3 separate regions of the Mus musculus genome follow, and all the other regions are linked to region 3. Evidence: chromatin contacts called from public promoter capture Hi-C data. All regions are on one chromosome and are shown on one strand. The core of a region is the stretch at or near the end of the contact, and the rest is flanking DNA. Distances in the headings are between cores, read along the strand shown.

Region 1 (3,345 bases), core at 746-3,245, 4.5 Mb after region 3:
TCTCTCCCAAGTTACGAATGTCTATAATCCCAAAACTTGATAGGTAGAAGCAGGAATATCAAAGGAGTTCCAAAACAAACCTCAGCTACGTAATCAATTTTGAGGCCTAAAAGTTTCAAAAATAGAAAATAAAAGCAGAGTGTGGTGATACAAGACTTTAATCCCAACACTCCAGAGGCAGAGGCCAAACAAATAAACCTCTTCCGATTCTGAGACTGTTATTCTAAAATACAGCAGGGAAAATACTTATGTTTTGAAGAAAAAGAAGTATAATAGGGGAATGATTTGAGTCAAAATACATTTGCTCATTGACATGAGATTATAAACATAACCCTTCTTAATCTTAAAATCTTAAGGGCAAAGAGTGGGTTTGTTTTCATCTTTAACTTTGAAAAGCATATAAGAATAGTTATATCAAATCTACAGGCACTAAAATATATGAGATGACAAGAAATCATTTTCACCCTTGTCATTAATCAACAATTTGAGACCGAACATTATAAAAATAAAAGCTTGAATTTGGTAAGAGAATACCTACTACTTGGCACTGAATTGACAGTGGAAACAGCATACAGAGCAAATGTATTGGCAGGCAAGAACAATGGCAGAGATTAAATATACAAGACAGAGCCCAAAACAGACTTATTCAGGAAGAAAATGTACTAAACTGCCAATTTTGCAACATTAAAGAATACCAAGCGTAGTGGGGAACATGTCTAATCCTAGCACTTGGGAAACAGAGGCAAATGCATCTCTATGAGTTTGGGACAATCTTGCATGCATAATGAGTTCCAGGTCAGGCAGGGCTATGTTGAAAGACCCATTGCTAGAAAACAAGAAGGGGGGGGGGGGGCGGAGAGAGAATCACCTGTGTGGCAAAGGGGTTGCAAGCTTCCCATTGTCTGCTGGTATCTTCTACTTTCATCTTCTGCCACCTCGTTGATGTCAGAATAGTCCACAGCATCCTCTCTACTCCTAATCCATCCTATGGATAAAAAGGGAGACGTCTCAAGAGAAAGCAAGTAATTATCACTTCCTTAGAAAATCCCCACTGAAAAGCGTACAACAGGCTAATCTCCTCCCCCCACCCACACTGTCCTCCCCATGGCCCACACTTTACCTTCATCATTTACCAGGGCACCATCACTCCCGGACAATTCTTCATTTGCTGTGAGTTCAGTGATCAGGCTGCCAAGACCCAAAGCCCCCAAGCCCGCAAGATGCTTCTTGCACTCCTGAAAAGGGGACAGCATGAGGGTCGAAAATAACAACTAAACCTGAAGGTCCTACACAAGTATATTTCCCTTGCTCATAACAAAGTCACAAATCCATCTGAGAAATTATTTCATGAAGTGCTGCTCAAAGAAACATCACATTCAAGAACTATATAGGAAATCTGCTAAATTCCATACAGATCAGTTCCGAACAACACACGTTCCATCCGTAGTCCTGGCTTTGGAGCCATTAGGATCAGCAAAAGCCAGAAAAAGCAGAGTTCCAAGGGTCTTTAAGAAGGCCTTCCACAGTGGCGGTTCTGATAACCTTACTAGAGTTAACTATTATCTTTCCTACCAGGCAAGGAGAATGTTACCTTCGAAGCCAACACCTCAGCATCAGTGACTGACACTTAAGACTTTTCCTCTTCGTCCTTCCTCCGAGTTGAGCCCTCTCGCGCTGTCTCCAGTTCTCCCTAGCCACAGCACCCGCCGCCCCAGGCCCACGACTCACGTCATCCAAGACGCTTTCGCCTTCCAACTGCCCTGCTCCATTGATGTTGCCGAACAGGAACCCAGTTAGAGAAAATGGGCCTCCACCAGCCGACTCTTCGTCGCTGTCTGTGTCGGACATGACGACGGAAGGGCTACCGCCACCCTTGTCCTGCAGCAGCCCAGCCCACCCCGGGCCCATGGGCGGGAAAGAAAAAATACGTCAGTCGCACACGGGTGACTTGCAGCGCTCCCTGACCCAACCAGAGGCTACCGGAAGTTGAAAAAAAGGGGGGAAGGATGGGCCGTCCTACGTGATCCTTTGATGTCGGGATGGCTACTTCCTTTGATGTGTTTGATTGGTCCGCCCAAGATCAGGCTGGATAACTGGAAGGTGATTGGTCAAACAAACCAGTCCCGCCCATCAACTGCGCGGGTCCGTTCTGGTTGCTATGGTAAGAGCGGCAGATTTTTCTCCAATAAGAAAGTAGATCTGAGGCGGCGTGACCTACGACCTCTGGAAACCGCGCGTCACCGGCTACAGTACACACTACACAATAATGATTTGAGCCGTCTTTTCCGGTTTGTGCCGTTCCCCAAAGGAACATTACTATGAATTGTGATAGGGGGACGACTGCTACTTACTTATTTTGAATTTACATTTTCCCATGGTAAAATGTTAAGCTTAGTAAAATGAGCAACCGAAACTTCAAGATTCACAAACATTAAACATTTTCATAGTTTTTTTAAGCGCACATATGATTCCCAGCACTATATATATATATATATATATGTATATATATATATATATATATACATACACATATATGCATATATATGTGTGTGTGTATGTATGTATATATGTGTGTAAATGTGTAAAAGCATGGAGAGAAGAAAGAAACCGAGTGGGAGAAGGGGGGGGGGGTTGAAGAGGGGAGAGAAAGTGAAAGAGAGACAGAAATATACAAGGCTGGGATACAGCTCACTGGCCAACATAGATTCAATTCCCTGTACTTAAAAAATAACCTTATTTTGCCAGGAATGGAAACCTGAGGTAGAAGTGTCTCTGAACCGGGCAGTGGTGGCGCACGCCTTTAATCCCAGCACTCGGGAGGCAGAGACAGGCGGATTTCTGAGTTTGAGTCCAGCCTGGTCTACAAAGTGAGTTCCAGGACAGCCAGGGCTACACAGAGAAACCCTGTCTCGAAATAACTAAAAAAAAAAAAAAAAAAAAAAAAAAAAAAGAATTGTCTCTGTAAGACCAGCATAGTATACATAGTTAAGCTCCAGGCTACTAGGGGAAACCCTATCTTTAAAAAAAAGTTTTTTAAGTACTCTATATATTTGTGTAAATAGACATATTGAACCAGTGAGGTGCCTCTGTAGGTAACATATCTGCCACCAACCCCGGAGCCCCATCCTGAGGACATATTTCATGTTTCAGATCACCATGGTGGCACACAGACTTGTTTGAATTGGAGCATCTTCACTGTGGCCAAACCGAGGATCTGTTCAGAGTTCCTACTTTGCATTTTTTGTGCCTGTTTGCTTGTTCATGTTTAGTTTGTTCTGAGGCAGAGTCCCACTTAAGTTTCCTGGGCCAGGCCTTGAATTTTCCATTCTTTGCTTCCCAACTAAC
Region 2 (3,265 bases), core at 644-3,143, 3.0 Mb before region 3:
ATTTTCTCTCAGAAAATCAAATTACTGAAATATACCTAGGTTCTTTCAACTATGCTTTCACTTAAAGGTAACTAAAAGGCCATCTGGAGCCTGGTCAGATGACACATAACTGCAGGCCAAGGAAGCAAATGTAAATGCGCCTTTCAGTTGTCTTCTTGCATGAGAATGCAGTGTGAAGTCACTTGAGTAGGTTCAGTAGGTCTTAGGGTAAGTGGTTTGTTTAACTCCCCAGGCTAAACGCTAGGGAAGATGGGACAAAACTCGAAAGGATAGGCTCTGTCAGGGTGCGTTTTAGATTGGACAGATGGTTTGGTAATCTGTAAATCAATTTGGTTTGTTGTTTGTTTGTTTGTTTGTTTGTTTGTGGCAGGATGTCTATTTAGCCTAGAATGACTTGAATCTCAGCATCTCACTGCTACCTTGCCACCACCAATCCGGGCTAGTATTCTTTGAAACGGATGGTCTGCTTTTTCTTTAAGCTACAGGAACAGAAAAAGAGTTGGGGGAGGGGACACAATGAAGCAGAGTCTCACTAGGTAACTCTGGCTTGCTTGTTGTATGTAGACCAGGCTAGTCTTGATCTCACAGTGATCTGCCTGATTCTGCCTCCCAAGTGCTGGGATTAAAGCCATACACCACTAGGCTGGGGCCTAAATTTTTAAGTAACTGTTTAAAAGGTTAATTTCCTTTTCTGATTAGACTTTCAGCTTAGGGAATGGAGACTGTTGTTGAAGCACTTTTAAATACAATTAGCTCTTTCAACAACTGAAGCAAAGCACATCTCAAAAAAGGCTGCAGGGACCCGGCTTGCCTAGTTCCAGTAACAATTAGCAGCCCTCAGCACTCTGTTTTAACCGGATTTTTTTCTAAGCATATTATTCTTTTCTTTTCACCAAACGTTTAGGTCTCAGACTCTGACACTAGAGGGCAAATGGAAGATTCTCAGAACAGAAAGCTGCTACTTAAACACCTTCTGAGACTAGAATAGGTTCAGGGGGCACTTCTGTGGGCCAAAAAATTAAAAAAAAAATAATAAATAAGGAGACACCTCAAGTTTCAGTAATAAAGATAACGAATGGTTTGGTTTGGTTTTCTATGTAGCCCTAAATATCATCTTTGAATTACAAATCCATTAAAGTCACTGTTTTTCCTCTGGGTGACCTCTGTTATTACTGACTTCCCGCGTGGCCCCTTTTAATTCTTGCTAGATTCTCTCCAGGCGGAGTACTAGCTCTTTTAGAAGGTAGGCGGCCTGCAGTGGAGTCCTGCTCTTCCAGGTCCCGGATTTATTGCTACTCTCCACCTGAGGGAGGCGCGCAGTTCTGGCACCCTTCTAAAGCCAGGACCACAGTTCAGCATTGGCGGGAAGTTCTCACGACCAGAAACGTTCCCTACTCTTTTTCTGGTCTCTAAACGGGTGAGCCTGTCACTCCAACCTCGCCCTTTTGCTAACTGGGAAAGACTGGAGCTTCTGGCTCAATCCAGTCTCAAAAGGGCCCGCCACCCCGCGCGAAGAAGGAAGGGGGGTGGAGATCGTGGGGGGAAAAAAACCAACTGTTTGAGCTTTCGCTTGTCGTTCTAACTTAAAAAAAAAGGTGAAAAGGCAAGAAAACTGGATTTCCTGCTGGTCACGTTGGAGCACTAGGCGTCTGCTAAGTGCGTGGACTCCGGCACCCTAGAGGCAGTCAAAGCCGGCAGCATACGAGGGCTTCGGGCAAGTTCGCGGGCCACGCCTTCCGAACCGGCCACCTCCCCTCATTGGCCTGACAGCCTGTCACTCCAACCTGGCTCCCACTTCGGGTAACCATTCACGTAGTTTGGTTGCGTCTTGGCGTGTTTAATGTTGCCAATAACGAGAGATTTTTTTTAGGGGGAGGGGGGACGCGAGTACATATCGTGCTGCAATTAGTTCATTGAAAACTCAGTCGCTCGCGGAGCGGTCAGGCAGAGACTCCTCTCGGCTTTTTTCCCTCCTGCCTAAGGATCTCCAACGGAGAGCTGCAACAATGCCCAAAAGAAAGGTAAGTGAAATGGGAAGATAGACGGGATATTAGCTGCCGAAATACATATTTCCTACCGCAGAGATTTGTATCTTTTTGAAAGATCATTTTGGCTTCTAGTTTGATTTTATGATGTCCTGAATGGAAGGCGAGGGAAAGGTAGCGATCCGTCTGTGTTTGGTTTCAGAAGGTCTCGTATGCAACTGGTAGTTCACTTTTGGCTTGTTTTGTTTAAGGGAGAGAATCGTTTGAGAGGTGTCTCCATGCTGAATTACAAACAGCCATAGCGCTGTGCTGTCGCTTCCTACCCCACCCCCCTTCCTCCGCTTACCCTATTGGAGAACTCTTCTCCCAACCACACTTCCAGCGCCAGCTTCCTCCTCTACCTCCCGTTTTTCTCAGAGAACCATCCCGTTTGGGGGAACGAAAGCCCTGGCTTTCTCTTGTTTTTTGCCTTTGTTCTTTCCGTTTTCTTTTTTTCCTTTTTCCCCCCTCTTCCCTCCTCCACTTCTTGTCATGCCAGATGGCTATGCAATGGTAATCCTGTGCCATTAGGCGGCGCAGACTTCAAACTGTCCTAGAGAAGGGAGAGATTCACCGCTGTAATTAGAAACTTTAGATCTGAGAGATTTGGCACTCTCGGAACTCTCTAGTTAAAGGTGGAAAGGTGATTAGAGAGCCGCGTCCGAGAAACTACTAACAGCGTTGGATGGTGGGGTGGCGTGAGATTAGTTCACTTTAGACATGGGGAGTTGATCCGAGCTACCAAGGGCTACAGGTCTTCTGTAACCCTTCACTTCAAAATTCCTGTCTCCGCGCACATATAAGTTGAAGCTCGGTGTTTGTGTGTTCCTCCACCACCCCTCCCCCTCCCCCGAGTATCTTACAACTAAAATGGAATGCTATTTCATTGCTTGGTGAAATCATAAAATGAAATACTGTGTTAATGTAAAAGCCTTATGATTGTTTATATATTCTTGTGAATCCGTCCGCCTTCCGTATTCCTAGAACATAGAAATGAGGCTGAAATTCCTCAGTGCTCTGGGGCTGTATCATTGAAATAATAGCCTGGTAATTCCCAGGGTAAAGGGCTACTCAGATACCGAAAGCAATTGTTTCTAATCACCACCCCCCTTCCCGAGACTCCTGCCGCCAGGCTCTTTTCGTCTTGTGCAATGGATCTTGCTATTTTGCAGAGCTGACAGCAACCTTGTAGCAGGTAGTGGCGGGAAGTTTTAAAATCCGCCTCCTGCTTCTCTGAACAA
Region 3 (3,697 bases), core at 992-3,491:
TCACACCAAGTGGCTCATATGGGCCGTTAACTCACTCTAAAGTAGAGAGACAGGCATTGAACTTGTAATCCTCCTACCCCAGCTTCCCAAGTAGGAGTTAAACTGACCTATGAGGCCCAGCTTAATTTTTTCATATCCTACTTTCTCCTCTCCTTTGAAACAGGGACTCGCCATGTAACCTATGTGGGCCTCAAAGTTGGGATTTTCCCACTCTAGTCTCCCAAGTGCAGGGATTACAGGAGTATGCCACCACATGTGGCTATTGCTTTCTCTGTGTGTCTCTCTCTGTCTGTCTCTCTTCTGCTCTCTTCTCATCTGTCTTTTTGTTTATTTTGTTTTGTTTTGTCTTGTTTTGCTTTGTTTTGTTTGAGACAGGGTCTCTTGTAGCTCAAGGAGGAACTCCCTATGCAGCCTAGACTGGCATTAATCCCTGATATCCTCCTGCCTCTATCTCCTGAATACTGAGATTACAGGTATGCACCGCCAGGCTCATTTTATTTCATATCTCTTTATGTGGAGACCAATTACTTTCCTTTCTTTTTTTTTAAAGATTTATTTATTACTTATACAGCATTCTGCCTGCATTATTCCTGCAGGCCAGAAGAGGGCACCAGATCTCATTATAGAAGGCTATAAGCCACCATGTGGTGGCCAGAAATTGAACTCAGGATCTTTTGGGCCTGCTCTCAACCACTGAGCCATTTTTCCAGCCCGTCCCTCTTTTAAAGCAGTTACTTTCCTTTCAACAATCATCTCCTTAACTCTCCAAATAGTGGAATTATTATAATTCTGTGGGGTTTTTGCTTTCTAGCAGGACCTAAAAGAATAATCACATAGTATGTTCCACACATTCAAAATAAATGCACCTTGGGCTTTGGATGTAGTTGTGATAAAATGCTTGCCCAGCTTGTGTGGGGTCCTTTACTCAATCCTTTACTGTGCCCTGTGCTGCAAAATAAATAAATAAATAAATCCAAATTATAATGTGTGTGTGTGTGTGCACGCGCTTGTGTGTATACTGAGGAAATATTGAGGATTAAACCTATGTGTTTACAAATAACAGTTAAATGTCCTATCAACTGATCTATATTTCCCCAATGTCTTAGGGTTACTGTTGCCATGTTATAACACCCTGACCAAAGCAACTTCATCAGGAGTTGCAGTCATAGGAACAGTACTTAAGCCATCTTCAAGAATAGTATGTGCTTGAAAAAAAGATTGGTGTGGGGGGGTGGCAGCGTGAATGTACATGCAATGGGTGTGTGCCTGGTCTCTGTAAAGATCAGAAGAGTGCATCAGATCTCCTGGGACTACTAGGCTGTTACCCACCATGCCGGTCCCGGGAGGGTCTTCTCCCAAAAACAGTTAAATGTTCTCAACCCTTGAGACATTTCTCCAGCACCTGTCCCAGAGTATTATACTAAAGGAGCAAATTTCAACAAAACAAAACAAAACCACTTTTGATGTAAGATATTTGGATGTTTTGGGTGTTGTCAGCGCTGAGGTTTGGGCTGAGAAATTAATTTTGCTTACCAGAGGGTATAATGCAAGCTTCTGCTTTAGACCACGTAGTTCCCTTGGACTTGGCTAGAATGGAACTCTGAAGGTTCCTTGAATTGTTGAATTCCTAATCGTCCTGCCTCCACTTCCACCTCCCAAACCTGGGAGTTTGGCTGGGAGAAATCACGAGGGCTCCTTTATGTTTGAGACAATCTTACATTAATCAGGTGGCCTGGGATCCGGACAATGGAGCCAAAGATGACCTTGAACAATTGATGCTCTTGCTTTCACATTCAAAATGCGTGGATTAGAGGCTTTTGTTACTTAGGCCAGCTCAAAATCAAACAGTTCTAAAGGAAGGAACGCTTTCTAGATGATGATTCCATTTTTAAACGTACAAGCCATTTTGTGCCTCAAAAAAAAAAAAAACCAACAAAAAAAAACCTCAGCGCCATTTCAAACCTGCGCATGTGTACTAAAAGTTCGCTGAGCGCGATGTCTTTACACGTAGGAAAAGGGTGCAGCCTTTTCAGCGGACCAATAAGAAACCTCCAGATTATCCTTTTCCGATTGGCTCCCGGGAACCAATCGGAAAAGAACTTTTTTTTTTTTTTTAAAAGCGGGCGTCTGCTGAGCGTGAGGTCACGTGAGGGGTCGAGCGGCAGGGCTGAGCCGAGCCAATGGGGAGCGGCAAGGGCTCGGTTCGCCCGTTCTCACGCCCCACCCTCGGACCGTGCTGGAAGAAAGTTTCGCCCCGCCGCCAAGAGAGAAGCGTGAACATGGCCTCGCCAAGGTGGTTCTGGTCTGTGTGTGCGATCGCAGCGGTGGCACTGCTGCTCGTTTCCAAGGTTCCTTCGGCCTCTGCCCAAAGAAAGAAGGAGGTGAGGCGGCGCCTGCCAGCGGCAGGGACTTTCTCGACTTGGGGCTAGAAAGGGTCCGCTCGCCCCTTCCCAGGGATCTGTGCTGGGCGTGACTTGGAGTCCGCGGTTGGGAGGAAGTTGGCTTCACAAAAGCGGGAGCTGCAACTTCTTGTATTGTAGGGTTTCACATTCAAAAGCAGGCTGGAGTAGGTGACCACCTCGCTTCCAGCAGCTGGGGAACGTGCAGCTACAAGTAGTGACACTCCTGGAGTTTGGACCGCTTTGGGTGTTGGGCTGAGGAGCTCGTTTTGCTACCCAGAGGATATAATAATGCAAGCTTCTGCTGCCGACCATATGTAGCTCTCTCGGACATGTGTCTGTCATGTCAACCCAGGAGTGGAAAAATTAGATGAGTGAGATGATGCCAGTTTCATGCCCGTGTTCAAGCGTTCAGAATGTGTAAAACGTCTGTATTTGGTGACGGACACCAATCACGAAAGAGCAAACTAAGCCCCCCCCCCCCAATTTATGGAACAGGCAGTCTTTGAGATGTAGAAAACATACAATATTCGTATTCCTTTCTGTTTATTTTTTTGTTCTGTTTCATTTGAAGCATTCTCCCCCCTATAGCCCATTCTGGCCTTGACCTCATGACAATCCTTTGCCTTTCAAGTGCTGAGGTTACAGGTGTGAGCTGGGACGGCCCAGCTTTTTTTTTTTTTTTTTTTTTTTTTTTAGCTTGATGTTTAGCAGTCTGAACATATGGATTTTAGCCCCGTGTTTCTGAACATTTGTGACTTAGAACCATATACTCATAGAGCTTTAAAAAACTGGTGATAATTATTTATACCCTCTAATTTTATAAGGAAGAGCAGCCCTAGTTTTACACAGTTAATTACTGTATTTAAAGTAGACTAAAGCCATTAACTCTAATGCCATTTCCAGTGCATTCTTTAGTACACAAAACCTATAAGGACATTTTTGAAATACCAGTTAAACATTGCAGCTATTAAGTTATATAAATAAACTAATTTCTGTATCTATCTGAGTATTTGAATTATTTCATAAGATTAAAAACTAAGCAAAGCCTCATATGGTGGGCATGCCTGTATTCAGAACACTGTAGTGAAAGAGGTTCAGGAATTCAAGGTCATCCTTGGCCAATAAGTGAATTAGAGCTAGCCTGGGCTACACGAGACCCTATTTGAAAACAATAACACTGAAGAGCTAGCAAAGGAAAACATTATATTAGGGAAGTTGGCAAAGAGGAAAATAAAAATGTACAAATATTAAAGATATAATCCAGTGAGCAGCCTTTTGGCTGGGTGAAGAAATTG

The links. Promoter capture Hi-C pulls out the DNA fragments that hold promoters and counts their contacts. Capture Hi-C pulls out chosen DNA fragments and counts their contacts.
Region 1: a promoter capture Hi-C map of pre-B cells shows a contact between it and region 3, with 3 times the contacts expected there. The contact joins the promoter of Taf1 here to the promoter of Magt1 in region 3. A contact is called at or near these places in 2 of 39 promoter capture datasets (liver and pre-B cells).
Region 2: a promoter capture Hi-C map of liver shows a contact between it and region 3, with 2.9 times the contacts expected there. The contact joins the promoter of Hmgn5 here to the promoter of Magt1 in region 3. A contact is called at or near these places in 2 of 39 promoter capture datasets (erythroid cells and pre-B cells) and 2 of 9 other capture datasets (adipose tissue and liver).

The regions. Positions count from the first base shown.
Region 1 is chrX:101,531,385-101,534,729 of GRCm38.p6, reverse strand. Taf1 (TATA-box binding protein associated factor 1) reads right to left here and starts at 1,995. Exons shown (of 39, transcript NM_001290729.1): 1 at 1,729-1,995; 2 at 1,121-1,235; 3 at 869-985. The coding sequence starts at 1,908.
Region 2 is chrX:109,012,008-109,015,272 of GRCm38.p6, reverse strand. Hmgn5 (high-mobility group nucleosome binding domain 5) reads left to right here and starts at 1,893. Exons shown (of 6, transcript NM_016710.2): 1 at 1,893-2,021. The coding sequence starts at 2,007.
Region 3 is chrX:106,010,346-106,014,042 of GRCm38.p6, reverse strand. Magt1 (magnesium transporter 1) reads left to right here and starts at 2,241. Exons shown (of 10, transcript NM_001190409.2): 1 at 2,241-2,381. The coding sequence starts at 2,280.